5 separate regions of the Mus musculus genome follow, and regions 1, 2, 4 and 5 are each linked to region 3. Evidence: chromatin contacts called from public Hi-C and HiChIP or PLAC-seq data. All regions are on one chromosome and are shown on one strand. The core of a region is the stretch at or near the end of the contact, and the rest is flanking DNA. Distances in the headings are between cores, read along the strand shown. Region 1 holds the start of Itpr3 (inositol 1,4,5-triphosphate receptor 3). Region 2 holds the start of Meiob (meiosis specific with OB domains). Region 3 holds the start of Wdr90 (WD repeat domain 90). Region 4 holds the start of Rnps1 (RNA binding protein with serine rich domain 1). Region 5 holds the start of Npw (neuropeptide W).

Evidence for each region. A called contact is a pair of places that touch in the nucleus more often than the background predicts. HiChIP or PLAC-seq counts read pairs in DNA pulled down with a chosen protein or histone mark.
Region 1: a contact with region 3 is called in a Hi-C map of B cells, with 7 read pairs. The contact joins the promoter of Itpr3 here to the promoter of Wdr90 in region 3. A contact is called at or near these places in 1 of 39 promoter capture datasets (the C10 cell line), 1 of 484 Hi-C or Micro-C datasets (B cells) and 1 of 115 datasets of contacts at active chromatin or transcription factors (pancreatic cancer cells).
Region 2: a FOXA1 HiChIP or PLAC-seq map of pancreatic cancer cells shows a contact between it and region 3. The contact joins the promoter of Meiob here to the promoter of Wdr90 in region 3. A contact is called at or near these places in 2 of 39 promoter capture datasets (liver and stem cell-derived epiblast-like cells) and 2 of 115 datasets of contacts at active chromatin or transcription factors (embryonic stem cells and pancreatic cancer cells).
Region 4: a contact with region 3 is called in an H3K27ac HiChIP or PLAC-seq map of double positive thymocytes, with 3 times the contacts expected there. The contact joins the promoter of Rnps1 here to the promoter of Wdr90 in region 3. A contact is called at or near these places in 2 of 39 promoter capture datasets (liver and pre-B cells) and 1 of 115 datasets of contacts at active chromatin or transcription factors (double positive thymocytes).
Region 5: an HNF4G HiChIP or PLAC-seq map of pancreatic cancer cells shows a contact between it and region 3. The contact joins the promoter of Npw here to the promoter of Wdr90 in region 3. A contact is called at or near these places in 1 of 115 datasets of contacts at active chromatin or transcription factors (pancreatic cancer cells) and 1 of 9 other capture datasets (pancreatic islet).

Annotation. Positions count from the first base shown.
Region 1 is chr17:27,055,899-27,058,598 of GRCm38.p6, reverse strand. It overlaps Itpr3 (inositol 1,4,5-triphosphate receptor 3), which reads right to left and starts at 1,295. Exons shown (of 58, transcript NM_080553.3): 1 at 925-1,295. The coding sequence starts at 1,013.
Region 2 is chr17:24,803,068-24,805,767 of GRCm38.p6, reverse strand. Meiob (meiosis specific with OB domains) reads right to left here and starts at 1,386. Exons shown (of 14, transcript NM_029197.1): 1 at 1,356-1,386.
Region 3 is chr17:25,860,218-25,862,917 of GRCm38.p6, reverse strand. Wdr90 (WD repeat domain 90) reads left to right here and starts at 1,403. Exons shown (of 41, transcript NM_001163766.1): 1 at 1,403-1,733; 2 at 1,835-2,011; 3 at 2,101-2,263; 4 at 2,376-2,546. The coding sequence starts at 1,458.
Region 4 is chr17:24,413,287-24,415,986 of GRCm38.p6, reverse strand. It overlaps Rnps1 (RNA binding protein with serine rich domain 1), which reads right to left and starts at 1,312. Exons shown (of 9, transcript NM_009070.2): 1 at 1,253-1,312; 2 at 825-946. It overlaps D330041H03Rik (RIKEN cDNA D330041H03 gene), which reads left to right and starts at 1,474. Exons shown (of 6, transcript NR_033554.1): 1 at 1,474-1,675; 2 at 2,059-2,286.
Region 5 is chr17:24,657,265-24,659,964 of GRCm38.p6, reverse strand. Npw (neuropeptide W) reads left to right here and starts at 1,413. Exons shown (of 2, transcript NM_001099664.2): 1 at 1,413-1,970; 2 at 2,461-2,636. The coding sequence starts at 1,540. The coding sequence ends at 2,560.

The DNA of each region.
Region 1 (2,700 bases), core at 46-2,545, 1.2 Mb before region 3:
AGCTGGATGGTGCTGACAACGTGAGATACCAGAACATTAGCCACTACCACCCCACCTGCCCGAAAATGGGACAGAAAGACCAGATCCGGGCTTGTGCGCTTCCTCCATCCCTGCAGCAACGAGGTGCTCAGGGTCTATCCAAAAAGATACTGGGATTCTAACCTCTCCCAGCTACCGGCCTGGCACCAGCATGGGATGGAATCAATTCCCTGCTTATCCAGCCCAGACCCCGGGGGGTGACAGCCAGAATTAATTAATGTTTGTAAAGTGCTCTAGAGAACCTGGGACCAGGGACCCAGGGGCGCCAGAGTAGCTACACAGGAAATTGACAAGGAGGGGGTGGCGGTGAGAGGGGGGCCAGCTGGCCAAGACCTGGACTGCCTGGACAGGGAGGGTAAAGAAAACACTCTGAAGAGGAGATGGGGCACAAGGAGAGTGAAAAGATGCTACCTCTCCAAATAAATAAATTAAATGATTAATTAAATAATTAAATAAACCGATTCAAGATGGGGCTATAGAGGTGAGTGCCAGGCTTCAGGCTGAGCCAACCCTAGCACCCCACCCCGAATCCCAAACAAGAACACCCAGGCCCTCTCCAACTCAGGCCCCAGCCACCTGCATAACCCGAGGACCACTTGCAGAGGAAGTCCGAACCCCTCAGCCATGAGTTAAGAAAAAGAGTGTGCCAGAAGTGGCGGGCTTCGTGGGCGCTGACGCCTTCTAGAACTCCCCAGGGCACCCGACTACTACCTGAGCAAACAACGCACTTCCTTTCTCTAAGAGAGGGGTGCCAGCGTCCCTTCGCTTCTGGAGACTGGGCTGTCCAAGCAAGCCTCTATCAAGGGCTCAGGGGACTGAACATTGGCAAACAAGCAGCTGGTACCGTGGTCCCGATGCCCCTCTCTTTGCCCTAGGCTCACTCACCCCAAAGTGCTGATGAAGCCATTGACAGAGCCCTCGGCGTACAGGGACACAATGTCCCCGATGTGAAGAAAGCTGGACATTTCATTCATGGCTTCGGCCCTCCGGGGCTCGAGGCGACGAGGTCGCCCTGAAGCGAGCTGCCAGGCTCGGTGCAGAGGACTGAGGCGCGCTGGGCGGAGAGGGGCGCAGTGCCACCTCGCAGCCCGGCGACCCGGACGATCGGGACGGCAGGAGTAGGCTGACTGCCACCAGAGAGCGAGGAGGCGCGGCGCGACCCGGGTCCGGGTGAGGAGGTGCCTGCGTCTCTGCGCGCTCGCAGCCCTCCAGCCCGGCCGGGCCCGCGCGTACCTGCAGCCTGGAAGGAGCAGGAAGTCTGGGGCCGCCACACACATGCAAATCCCGCCTGGGAGGCGGGGAGGCCACACCCCACCCCGCCCCCGCCGCGGCTCCCACGTGCACCCGCGCCCCAGGCTCGGCCTCTTCTACACCGCGCGCGTGCACGCCTGCACCCCCTAAAGCGCCCAGCTTGCCACCGGACGACCCCCAGGCTCTAGGGCGTTCTCTAGACGGCTTGTCCACCAGCACCGCGCTGCACTTCGGGGCTCTCCACCCTCGGAGATCCCCAGCTCGCCTAGCCTGCGGCCCACGCGTGGCTGAGCACACCGGGAACTTGGCCACGGTCACCCTGCGGCAACCGCGCCCAGCTGAGAACCGTCTTGCGCCTGGATGCGCGCTCAAGCCCTTAGCGTTGCAAATCAGGATTCATTTCTCTCAACATGAAAAGTCTTTTCATTGCACAATAGAAAGTGCTTTGACTTGGAGGGGAAATGAAGCAATGGGGTGGGTTTGGGTTTTTTTTTGTTTTTTGTTTTTTAATTGTCCTTGTTGGGGTTTCTCTCTCTCACTCTCTTTCTCCCCACATTCCTGTGTACAAAGAGATCCAACTTCCGAATCAGTTCAGCCGCTCCCTCTCCAGGAGGAATTGGCTCCAGTTTCTCTTGGCTCCTTCTGTCTTTGCTTTAAAATAAATAAATAATACTGGGAGGGGGAGAGCATTACCTCCTCTAGTTAATAGTGCACCCCAGCGCCCACTGAAACAAGTTCTCGTAGCGGGCCCTTGCTCACAAAGTTCAGCCCTCAAACTCATCGCCAAGTTGACTACTTTCTGTTCTGCGCCACGGAGGCTGGGCGTTTGCTTCCTCCTAGAGCTTTGGTTTGAACTCCTGAGATAAGAATGCGCCACCACCACCCCCTTTGGTCACGTTTGCTCCCTCCCACCCAGCCCCCCTTATTTCCTGAGGGGCGGGGATGGGGGCGTTTGTCCCTGGGAGAAAAGGAGGAGGGGACTGGAGACAGAAGCAGGAAGAGACCCAGGAGGGGTGGAGACAGCCGCCAGCCGTGAGACAGCTGCTGACCTGCACCGAGAGTTCTTGAGTGCAGGGGATTTTTACCAAGACCCTTAGAACTGGTGGTAGTGGTTAGCCAAGCCTTTAATGGGGAAGTAGAGGCAGGAGGACTGGGAGTTAAAGGTCGCATAGTAAGTTCGAGGTTTACCTAGGGCACGTGAGAGTCTGCCTCAAATAAATGTAAGAATGGGCTGGAGAGATGGCTGAGTGGTTAAGAGCATTGCCTACACTTCCAGAGGATCCAAGTTCAATTCCCACCACCCACATGGCAACTCACAACTGTCTGTAACTCCAGTTCCAGGAGGTCTGATGGTCTCACACAGATATACATGCAGGTAAAACATCAATGCACATAAAATAAAAATTAATT
Region 2 (2,700 bases), core at 137-2,636, 1.1 Mb after region 3:
ACTGTGTGTCATTCTGGAAAAGGCAAAATCCTGGATATAATGAAAAGAACAGTGGTAACCAGGGGGTGTTATAGGTAGAAGTAAGGGGAAACAAGTGGGACATGAGGTCAGGGAAAGTAATCTGTAGGAATATATGTATTATATATGTTTTACTCATTTTATATAGATGTTTTAACATATATATAACATATTATATATGTATATATATTTTACATACTCTATCCTCCTGGATCCTATATGATATACATACATACTGCATGTAGGCTTCTGATATATCCTGTCCCTATCCTTGAGAACTGACAGGCTCCCTTCCTCCTTAAAACCTCTCTTCCAGCTAGATATGGTGACATATACCTGCAATCTCAGCATTTGGAAAGTGAAGGTAGGAGAATCAAGAGTTCAAGGCTAACCTCAGCTACATAGTGAATTTTTGAAGCCACCCTGGGCTACCTGAGACCCTGTCTCGAGAAGGGAGGGATGGAGGAAGGATTTGAAAGGAAAGAAAGAACCAGACAATTCCGGGAAGATGAAAAGGAAGGAGGAAAGGAGAAAGAAAGGAAGAGAAAGGTAAGCAGGGAGAGGAGAAAGAGAACATTTTTCTCCATTTCCTCTGATGCTTGGAGTGGTGCTGGCTTGTAATCCAAACACAGGAGGCAGAGGCAGGTGAATCACAAGTTCAAGGTTAACCTGAGCTACGTAGGGAGAGCCTGTTTCAACAAACAAACAAACAACTAAAAAGGCCTGTCTCTGGAATTTTGTTTGTTTTGTTTTTCGAAACAAGGATTCTCTGTGTTGCTCTGGCGGCCCTGGAACTCGCTGATTTGGAACTCCACGATCTGCCTGCCTTTGCCTCCCCTCTTGCATGCCTGGGGTTAAAGGAGTGCACCAACCACCCCTGCCTGCCTACGGGATTCATTCTTGTCCTGGGGAGCCTGACAGGGTGAGGATGTGGAGGGTAAGCAACTCCATGGGAGCCATCTGCCGGAATGGAACCTGACAGTACGGCTCTGACCTCGAGAGACACGCTGACCTGGGACACTAACAACCTGGGACCGTGACAGCGAGAAACCTGACAGGAAATGGACGGGCTGGGAGGGAGCTGACAGGAGTGGACAGGCAGGGTAGAACCTGACAAGAAGCAACCGGGCAGGGCAGAAGAGACACGAATGAGTGAGTCTTGACTGGAAGGGACCTGACAGACCGAGGGCCGCGCGCACCGCGGAGAACCTTGGGGACGTCGGCGCGTGCGACCCCGCGCGAGTTTCCCCTCAGCTCAGGCACCAGCTCTCAGAACCGGAGCGCGGTCCCGCGCCGCCGGCCGGATGCCGAAACAGGCAGTCTGGGTCGCGGCTCACCGGATACTTCCGGGCCCGCTAGGTGACCCACGGGGTTCCACCTGACGCCGGTCACGCTCTAGGCCTTCCCACAGCCCGGTGGGCGAACCGCCTGGAGTCCCCGACCGTTAGCTCGAGCCCCGCCCCCTCCGCCCCCTACTGACCGCGCCCCCACTGACTCCGCCCCCAGCGCTTGTGGACTCCGCCCCTATGGCCGCGGGTCTCACGCACGTGTTCACGGTTAGGGGAGAGGCACTACCCATTCCTTGGACTGGAGAACTTTGTTAAGGACTCAGGTGGTGGAGGCCAAGTCGGCCGTAGGTACTGACCCAGAAAAGCCAATTTCGGGGTCACTCGAAGACAGGAGCGGCGACCACGCACCGCACAGGAGCTAGTGAAAGGGGGAAGTCGCTAAGGAAGCAGGCTAGGCATTTGCCGCAGTTCTCTGGTTGGGATCCTGACTAGGGTCTCAGGCTGTCCCCACTGAGCAACCCTCATAAATGTCTTATAATTGCACACGTCTCCGAGAAAGCACAAAGTTACCTTAAGTGAAATATTCTTAATTTAGAGCAGAAAGTGAACTGAAGGAAGACACGGATATAAAAACCGATAGGGTTGTGGAAGAGGAAATGGCCAGATGCTCTTATTAAAGGAGTTTCCCTGGTTTTACCACATACCATATATATCAGGAGGTACACATATAATATTATGTAAAATAATACTATTTGAAAATACCACAGTATTATATAAAATAGATAATACTATTTGGGGGCAGGGACGTTAAGACGGGGTCTTATGATGTCGTTCTGGCCGTCCTGGAACTCACTATGTAGACCAGGCTGACCTTGAACTCTCAGAGGCCTCTGCCTTGGAAGTTCTGTGATTAAAGACATGAGCCATTATGCTGAGCTTAAAATAGATAATACTAATTTTTTTGTTGCTTTTGTTTTTTTAAGACAGGGTTTTCAGGAGGAGGTGGTGGTACATGCCTTTGATCTCAGCACTTGGGAGGCAGAAGCCGGTGGATCTCTGAGTTCAAGGCTAGCCTGGTCTACAGAGTGAGTTCCAGGACAGCCAGGGCTACACAGAGAAACCCTGACTCAAAACAACAAAAAAGACAGGGTTTCTCTGTGTAACAGCCCTTGTTGTCCTAGAACTTACTTTGTAAACCAGGCTGGTCTAGAACTTCAGAGATTGAAGTAGGAGAATCATGTGTTTCAGGATCATGAGTAGCTCAGCTCATGAAGACCTAAAAAAAAAGAAAAAAGGCCAAGTTGGACTATCTAGAACCTGTCTCAAACAAACAAAATTACTACCATATAAAAATCTTACTCTGACTTTCATTAATGAAGTACTTATTGAAATA
Region 3 (2,700 bases), core at 154-2,653:
CATGCCCCACCATGCTGCGATAACTAGGGTGATGAGGTCCTTGACCAGCTCATTTTGGAAATATGTAGTTTCAAGCTGTCTCATCTGAATCCACTACCTCTTTTTCTTGACAATGGCCAAAGTCAGACCCAAGACCCAGGTGATACTGGAGTGAGATATAGGAAAGAGTTTGTTTTCTCTGCCGATTAAAGAATTAAAAGGAAGAAATCTTGGTGATACTGGAGAAATCAAGGTCCCCTCTTGGGGTTCTTAAGTTTCATTAATATATGGATTTTAAACGGCCAGGCAGGAGGATCTCTGAGTTCAAGGCCAGCCTGCTCCCACATAGTGAGTTCTGGGACAGCCAGGACTACACAGAGATATTCTGTCTCAAAAAGACAGACAGAAAGAGACAAGAAAGAGAATGGCCACAAACAAGCTCAAGGACAAAACCAGACTGAAATAGAAGTTTGGGAATTTATTAGCCTTTAAAGGGAAAACCCCAAGGCAGGCAGCTATAAATGTTCTAAACTGCTGTGGGGGAAGGAAGAAGAAAAGCTTTGCTCTTAGAGATAAGGTCAGCTACCTTGCAGAAGGGCCTCTGAAGGGAATGGCTGGCCCAGGCCTTTAATCCCTGAACTACAGAGGCTGGAGCTGTGAGTTCAAAGTTATCCTGATCTACATAGCAAGTTCTAGGACAGCCAGGATTACATAGATTCCGTCTAAAAGGGAAAAAAAAAAGTTGAGCAAGGAACCCAGTGCATTAGTTAACAGGATTAATCCTTAGGAGAAGACAGAGCATGTCTGGGAGGCAAAGTCCATTCTCCACCAGGACTTAGCTGGAATAGAATCCTAGCCCTCGACTGCAGGACCTTCTCTCTCAAGCTGGAGGTCTGCTGTAGTATACTGGGAAAATGCCTCAAGGGTCTTTGGGTATATGTTGAACCTGTGGTGATGTGGTTATCTGAAAGCTGCACCCCAGTGGGCACAGGGACCTTACTCTCCTGAAGCAGGGAGACCCAGAGTACCCTGGATGCTGATCAGATACCTCCACACAGTTAGAAAGCAGAGATGAGGCCCAGCCTGGGTGGACCGTGGATGTGGACAGGTCTCAGCATGACCTTTCTGGCTCACATACAGAAAAAAAGGTTCAGCTCTCAAAACAAAACCGGAGGCCTCTGAGAGAGTCAGCGACCACGGCTACTTAGCACAGTTCCCTGCACAGTGCTGAGGCCCCGGCTGGGCGAGGCCGCAAAGCCCCAAGCAGGAGGCAACAGCGGTGGAAGTGGGCAGGGCGAGCCCACGCAAGACCTAGGGGCCTGCTAGGTGCCCAGGACCACGCAGCAGCGGGATATTTGTGCGTTGCTGCAGCGGCGACGGAAGTGACGCGCGTTGCCAGGAGGCTGTTGCTAGGCGCCGTGCTATGTGTTTTGCGTAAGACAGCGTCAGCTGAGGCGGGAAGCGCGAGCTGTAGCGCCATGGCCGGAGGTAGCGGCGCGCGCGAGACGCGCTGTCGTCAGGGCTCGCGTCCCGGGAGTCCCGGGTCCGAGGTCCCCGCCGCGTCAGTGACTGGACCTCGTGCAGAAGCCCGTCCCGCGGGCGGAGGTGGAGGGTCGCGGCGCGCTGCCCCAGATCGGTGCTCAGGCGGCGTCCCTTCTGCAGCCTGGCAGCACCCTTTCCTCAATGTATTCAGACATTTCAGGGTGGATGAGTGGAAACGGTCCAGCAAAGAGGGAGATGTGGCTGTGGTGACGGTACTGGCCGCGGGGTCCTTCCTGCTCCTGAGAAATCTCCCAGTGGGCACTGTGACTGTCCTCCAGTTTTGCGCCTGTTTGCAGCACCTCTCTCTTTCTAGGACAAGGTCCTGAAGAGCGCTGTGTATCGCATCCGTGGGTCTGTATCTGCCAGCAACTACATCCAGCTCCCCAGAACTAGCACCCAGTCTCTGGGGCTGACTGGGCGGTACCTGTATGTGCTTTTCCGGCCTGTGCCTACCAAGCACTTTGTCATCCACCTGGACGTGTCCACCGAGGTGCCCAGCTTGGAAGGAGGGCTGGGTGTCTATTGCTGCTTTCCCACCGTGCCATAATCTCCTTCTAATGGCCTCGCTCTGCCTCATAGGACGGCCAGGTCATCCGTGTGTCTTTCTCCAACCTCTTTAAGGAGTTCAAGTCCTCCACAACGTGGCTTCAGTTCCCCTTTGTCTTCGAGACTAAGACACCCAGGAGAGGTGGTGACATTTGGTCCAAGAGGGACGGCTTGAATGAAGGCCTAAAACGGGATGGTACAGGCCCAACTGGGCATGTGCTTCTGTGTGGCCCTGAGGATAGCTAGGGGATGGGGCTGAGAGGGGTTGCAACAAAATGGTAGGTGCTGACCTCGCACGTGTCCTGCAGACCTGGCAGGTGTAGCTCTTCCTCGTGCCCGCTGGACCTGCCTACAGCTGGACCTGCGTGACATCCTGATGTTCTACCTGGGCAGGCACTATAGTCATCTCAAGAGCATCAGGCTGTGTGCCAGCCTGCTAGTCAGAAACCTCTACACCAGTGATCTGTGCTTTGACCCTGGTGAGGCCCACACTTCATGCCCCATCCCAGTCAGAAGGCTAGAACCCTCCCGCTAGCTGGCAGATAAGAACCACTTACCAATTTCAGAGGAGAGCCATGCACCAGGGCTCCCAGCTCCAGGAAGAGCATTGGGGTGGGTTGGTTGGTGGAGTGG
Region 4 (2,700 bases), core at 63-2,562, 1.4 Mb after region 3:
AATTAAAGGCTTTTTCCCCCCTATTGAAACATGGTCTCACTAGGCAGCCCTGGCTAGCCTAGGTTGATCAAGCTAGCCTCAAACTCTGACTTGCCATCTGAGTGCTGGGATTAAAGGCAGTGTGTGGGTCCCAAAACTAGTTTTTAACAAAATGAACATTACCTTTGTAACATATAATCAACATAAAATTACTAAATTTCTTGTGGGTTTTCTATACTAAGTCATTTAAATCTGGTATGTACTTTTGGGGTTTGGGTTACTATTCAAGTGCTTCATACCAGTGACAAAGGGTAGAGATCACCCTTGTGCACCCGCACCCCGACCTGCTGGAATGTACTTTATGAAACAGGCAGAACCCATTGTTAAGCAGTCTACAAATTATGAACTGCGGCGTAAGCGAACTCTTTGCTGGGTGTGGTCGAGTGCTAGAAAGCAAAGGTGAGGGTCTCTGTTCACTCAAGCTCAGGTAACAGCTCAGGACCTTGGTCACCTCTCCCATCCTCCGGAAAGGTGTGCGTCCAACAGTCAGAGAGAGGAGAAAACAAATGGTTAAATCTCGAGCAGAGGGCGTCTTGGCAATCTGAAAGCACTCTCTACATATAAAAGCACATCGGAGACACAGTGCCTACGAAGTAACACAAGGTAGAGAAAGCAAGCCTCCACCACGTCTCTACCATCAACCATAACCTTCCCATATCCTCTCCCGCTGAGCTCCGTAACCGTGCTCGGTCCATCCTAGGACGGATCCTCAATGCCCAGAACTGAGAACTGCACACTGGATTCCGACAGACACTCGTGGAAAGAGATCTTTAAAGGAAACCAACCTTTTAGGCCGGCTCGCAATCTGCACCGTCCGCTCCGGCCACAGACATCGACCTCGCCTCCCACCCTCTTTCTCCACTCACTACTCAGGTCGGGCCCGGTGTGGCGAGCCTAGGTCTCCAGCCTGACAAGAAAACAAGAGAAGCGGCAGGGCTCGCAGCTGCTGGAGTCCTGCAGGCTAAAGCGGGTCGCCGCCGAGCGAACCGTGCGGGATCACCCTTCCGTCGGTGACCGCCTCGACCACTTCCGGGCCGCGGCCTCGACACCTCCCACTCCGCCCGACCTGAACCACACTCTCTCCTCGGGCTCTGTTCCTCGCCGGCGGGCCTCTGCCGCACTGAGGAACGCAACCGGCTCCACGATGCGCCCCGCCAAGCCTGGCAGAAGGTCCCCGGAGGTCGGATGCAGCCGGATTCCTACCCCGACTTACATCTTCCCAAGGCCGCCACCTCCTCCCGCTCTTCTCAGACCAGGACGCCGGCGCAACTTTGTCGTCAGAGGTGAGAAGCGGGAAGGCGCAGCCGTCGTCGCGCGACGATGACGTAAGCACACTCAGCCAATGCAAGTTAGCGGTGGAGGACTAAAGGACAGCAACTGTGTGTGGGCGGAGCGTCGTAGCGCCTACGGTCCCCCCCCCCGCCCCCCCTCCCCGACTGGTCTAAAGTTTCCTGGACTTGTTTTGCTCATTCTGAAGCGCGCGATGATTGGCTGACCGGCACCAGAGGTTTGTGCTCTTTGGCGCCTACCGGATCTGTGTGGATGGAGCTACTCGGGTTGCCTCTGCTGTCATTAGGATCTAAGGCACCCTGCTGAGGCCGCGTTATTGTAGTAAAGGGACAGGCTGGTACGGACGGTGAGTTCCTATGGTCAAGTCTCTGGTAGTTAGTGGTGATTGCATAGATATGGTCTCTGTGCTGGTGGGATACAGCTGACTGGGTGTAGCGGGCGGCCGATGAGGCCAGAAAGGAAAAAAGTTTGAGGAAATGTTGAAGGAGGTTTCTCCCAGGAGACATTTCTGACAAGAATGCGTGGGGCAGAAGGAACAGCAAAGGCGTTCAGGATCGCTGGGAGAAGAAGAGGCACGCTAGTCTATACCGGGGTTACGTCAGTAACTTCTTAGCAAGGACATAGAGGATCTGGTCTCTGCACGAGGCTAAAGAGTAGCACCCGCCGTAGTGCCCCGCCTCCCGACTTTGCCAACACATTCTTTTGTTTGTTTGTTTGTTTGTTTTGTAGCCCTGGCTGTCCTGGAACTCACTCTGTAGACCAGGCTAGGCTGGCCTAGAACTCAGAAATCTGCCTGCCTCTGCCTCCCAACTGCTGGGATTAAAGACGAGCGCCACCGCCCGGTTTGCCTAGCACATTCTTGCTCCGTTATTTGCGGAAGAAAGGGATATGCACACAATCCCCGCGGTTATCTAAGTAGATTTGAGGCAGGAACGAAGAAAGAGGAACAGAGCTAAGGTGAGCTTCAGGAGGAAGGTACAAAGGTGACTTAGATTTGGATTACATATTGCTGTGAAAGATAGGAAAGTGGCCAATGTGCACTTTGGTGATCCCGGAGAGATGGAGAGAAGAGATTATCTCGGTCCAAGGAGCTGGGTGTGTCCTGTGGGACAGTCAGGAAGAGGAGCCTGCTTCTGAAGTCTGCTTTCCTGAGGTATTCATTTTTTGGGGTGGGGTTAGCAGATCTAGACAGTTTGGTCTGGTACCCTTGTTGGATTTAAGATTATTTAATGTATAGGATATTAGGGATAAGCTGATTTTCTTGCATTGCTGTTGTGTCTGCTGTGGTCAGACATGAGTGGTAAGTGGATGCTAGCTGTTCTCTGGTGGAACGGAACAAATAAACGATGACCCTCACTTACATCATCCAGT
Region 5 (2,700 bases), core at 164-2,663, 1.2 Mb after region 3:
TGGAGTGCGCAGCAGCTCCTGGGGACCTAAGTGGCCAGGCAGTGGGCGATGTCATGCTGAGCCTCCTGCCCACTCCTCTCTCCAGGCTGCTCTCTCCAAGACTAGGGCTCCCATAGGAACAGGCGGTTCCTTTGGTTTGAAGATCAAAATAAGGTGTTTCAAATTGGAAATGGTGGCCTGTATCTATAAACCTAGCCCTGGAGGTAGAAACAGGAGGGTCAGAAGTTCAAAGTTATTCTTAGCTGCATAGCATGCTCAAGGCCAGTCCGGGCTGTATGAGAACTTCTCAACTAGAGGCTTGAGGGATGTCTTAGTGGGTAAGTGCTAGAGGAGTGAGGTGACTAAAGCCATTTTAGTGGAGTCTTGAAGTTTATAGAAATTTGCTAGGAAAAGAGATAAGGGAGGAATATTCTTTTTTTGTTTGTTTGTTTGGTTGGTTTTTCGAGACAGGGTTTCTCTGTATAGCCCTGGCTGTCCTGGAACTCACTTTTTAGACCAGGCTGGCCTCGAACTCAGAAATCCACCTGCCTCTGCCTCCCAAGTGCTGGGATTAAAGTGCGCCACCATGCCCAACTGGAATATTCTTATATACAGGTGAACAAGTCACCTGCTGTGGGGCTAAGCCCTTCCCCTGATTGACTTTGGCTGGGGAGGAGGTCTTGTGCCAAGATATTGTTACAGAGGAGGCTCTGGAGTTTGGTAGGGCCCAGTCAAGCCTCCTGGGGCTGAGGGTTCCAGGAGGAACCTCTTAACATTCTAGCTCTCCAGAAACCACAGGGATGGCTTCATGTGGCCAAACTGTCCTGCCTGCTTGCTTTCCTGCCTTCCTAGCTCCCCGCACCCCCATCTCTTTGATTTCCTTCTTCTTCCTAGAGCTAGGGTCACATAATCAGGCTGTTTTGAACTCAAGATCCATGCTGGGATGATAGGAACGTGTTCCCATGCCTCAGCCCCAAGCTCAAGGTCTCCAAGTATTAAGCTACCTGTAGTGCAGACTGGGTTTGGGTGGGATCTCAGGAGCTGTACTAGGTAAGAAGAGGTACAGCCCTCAGGGAAGAGTGGCCCCACGCGCAAAACTGCCCTATGCTAGCCCACCAGAACTCTGCTGTCTCCTCTCCTTAAGTGCTCCAGTTGAAGCAACTCCTACCAAGGGGGCATCCTTTTGCCCCTGGCAGCCCATTCTTGTATTCTGAGACCGTGGTACCGGAACTCCCTCCTTGACAGTTCCCTTTCTGGGGGCGAGGAAAGAGTAAGCAAGGAGATCCCCCACTAGAGCTTCAAACACAGTCCAGCTTGCGAACTACTCATTGAGAGGCTTCTAGCTGCCTGGGTTCCCTCTTCACCTCCCTCTCCATCCTCCTCTCCCTTGGGTGAGTGCGACATGTGCGGCGGGGGCGATCCGGGGCGGGGCCACTGAAAGGCTGTAGTCGCACCAACTGACTGGTCTTCTCCATCCTCTGGAGCTCCGACGTTCTCGTTCTCGGAGACATAAACCCAGTTCTTGTCCTAACCCTCCAAGGGGCAATTGACGTGAGCGCGCTGGCGTCTAACAGAGAAGTGCGGGGCCCTGGGCCCGGGACTCCCAGGAACCGGCCCCTGCTGCCCCTGCTGCTGCTTCTGCTCTTGCTACCGCTGCCCGCCAGCGCCTGGTATAAGCACGTGGCGAGTCCCCGCTATCACACAGTGGGTCGTGCCTCCGGGCTGCTCATGGGGCTGCGCCGCTCGCCCTACCAGTGGCGCCGTGCCCTGGGCGGGGCTGCTGGACCCCTCTCCCGGCTCCCAGGACCGGTCGCCCGCGGCGCTCTCCTGCTTCCTTCCTCAGGGCAGGAGCTGTGGGAGGTACGAAGCAGGAGCTCACCTGCAGGGCTTCCCGTCCATGCACCCTGGAGTCCGCGGGACCTGGAGGGAGTCCGCCAACCGGAGCAGTCGCTAAGCCTTCACTCCTGGATCTCAGAGGAGCCCGCTGCTAGGTAAGTAGGAAAGAGAGGAGGTGGGCGTGGCATCTGGCAAGGGAATTTCCAGGGGTCTTAGACCACACAAGACCGCGAGCCTATGGGTACTGGTGGGTTTTTGTTGTTGTTGTTTTTGTTTTTTCCCTTTTTCTTGTAGCTCAGGCTGAACTCCTCCTGATCCTTCTCCCACATACCAAGTGATAGGATTACAAGTGTGCACCACCACACTCGGTTTACGTGGTACTAGAAATGGAACCCAGGACGTCACATATGCTAAGCAAGCACTCTGCCTACTGAGTTATACCCTGTTTTCCAGCCCCCCCCTTTTGATATTATGCTTCCCTATCTTCCTGGTTGCTGATTTTACATGTGTGGGCCACTACGCCCCCCCTACCCATTCTGTTTCCCATCACGTTAGGAGAATTTCCCAGAGTTCCTTCCATATCAACCTGAGGACAGAATGGAGAGCCTTGCCCCTGTCTCTAGAGTCCTGCTTTGTTCTTTCTAGAGCCTTCGGAGAGACGCTTCGTGCCCAGCCATGGTTCCTGCAGCAAGTCATCTTTGCCGATCCTGTCAGGCCCAAGAACCGATGGCGCCCCCATGCTTGACCTAGGCAGGAGCACAGCTTGAAGCTCCAGTCAGGCCTCGTGGTCTGGTCAATAAAACCAACCTGATTCCTGCGCCCCCGCGTGTGACCCTTTTTCTCATTGTGTACTTAGCATCTAGCTTCAGAGCGCACATAGCTGCG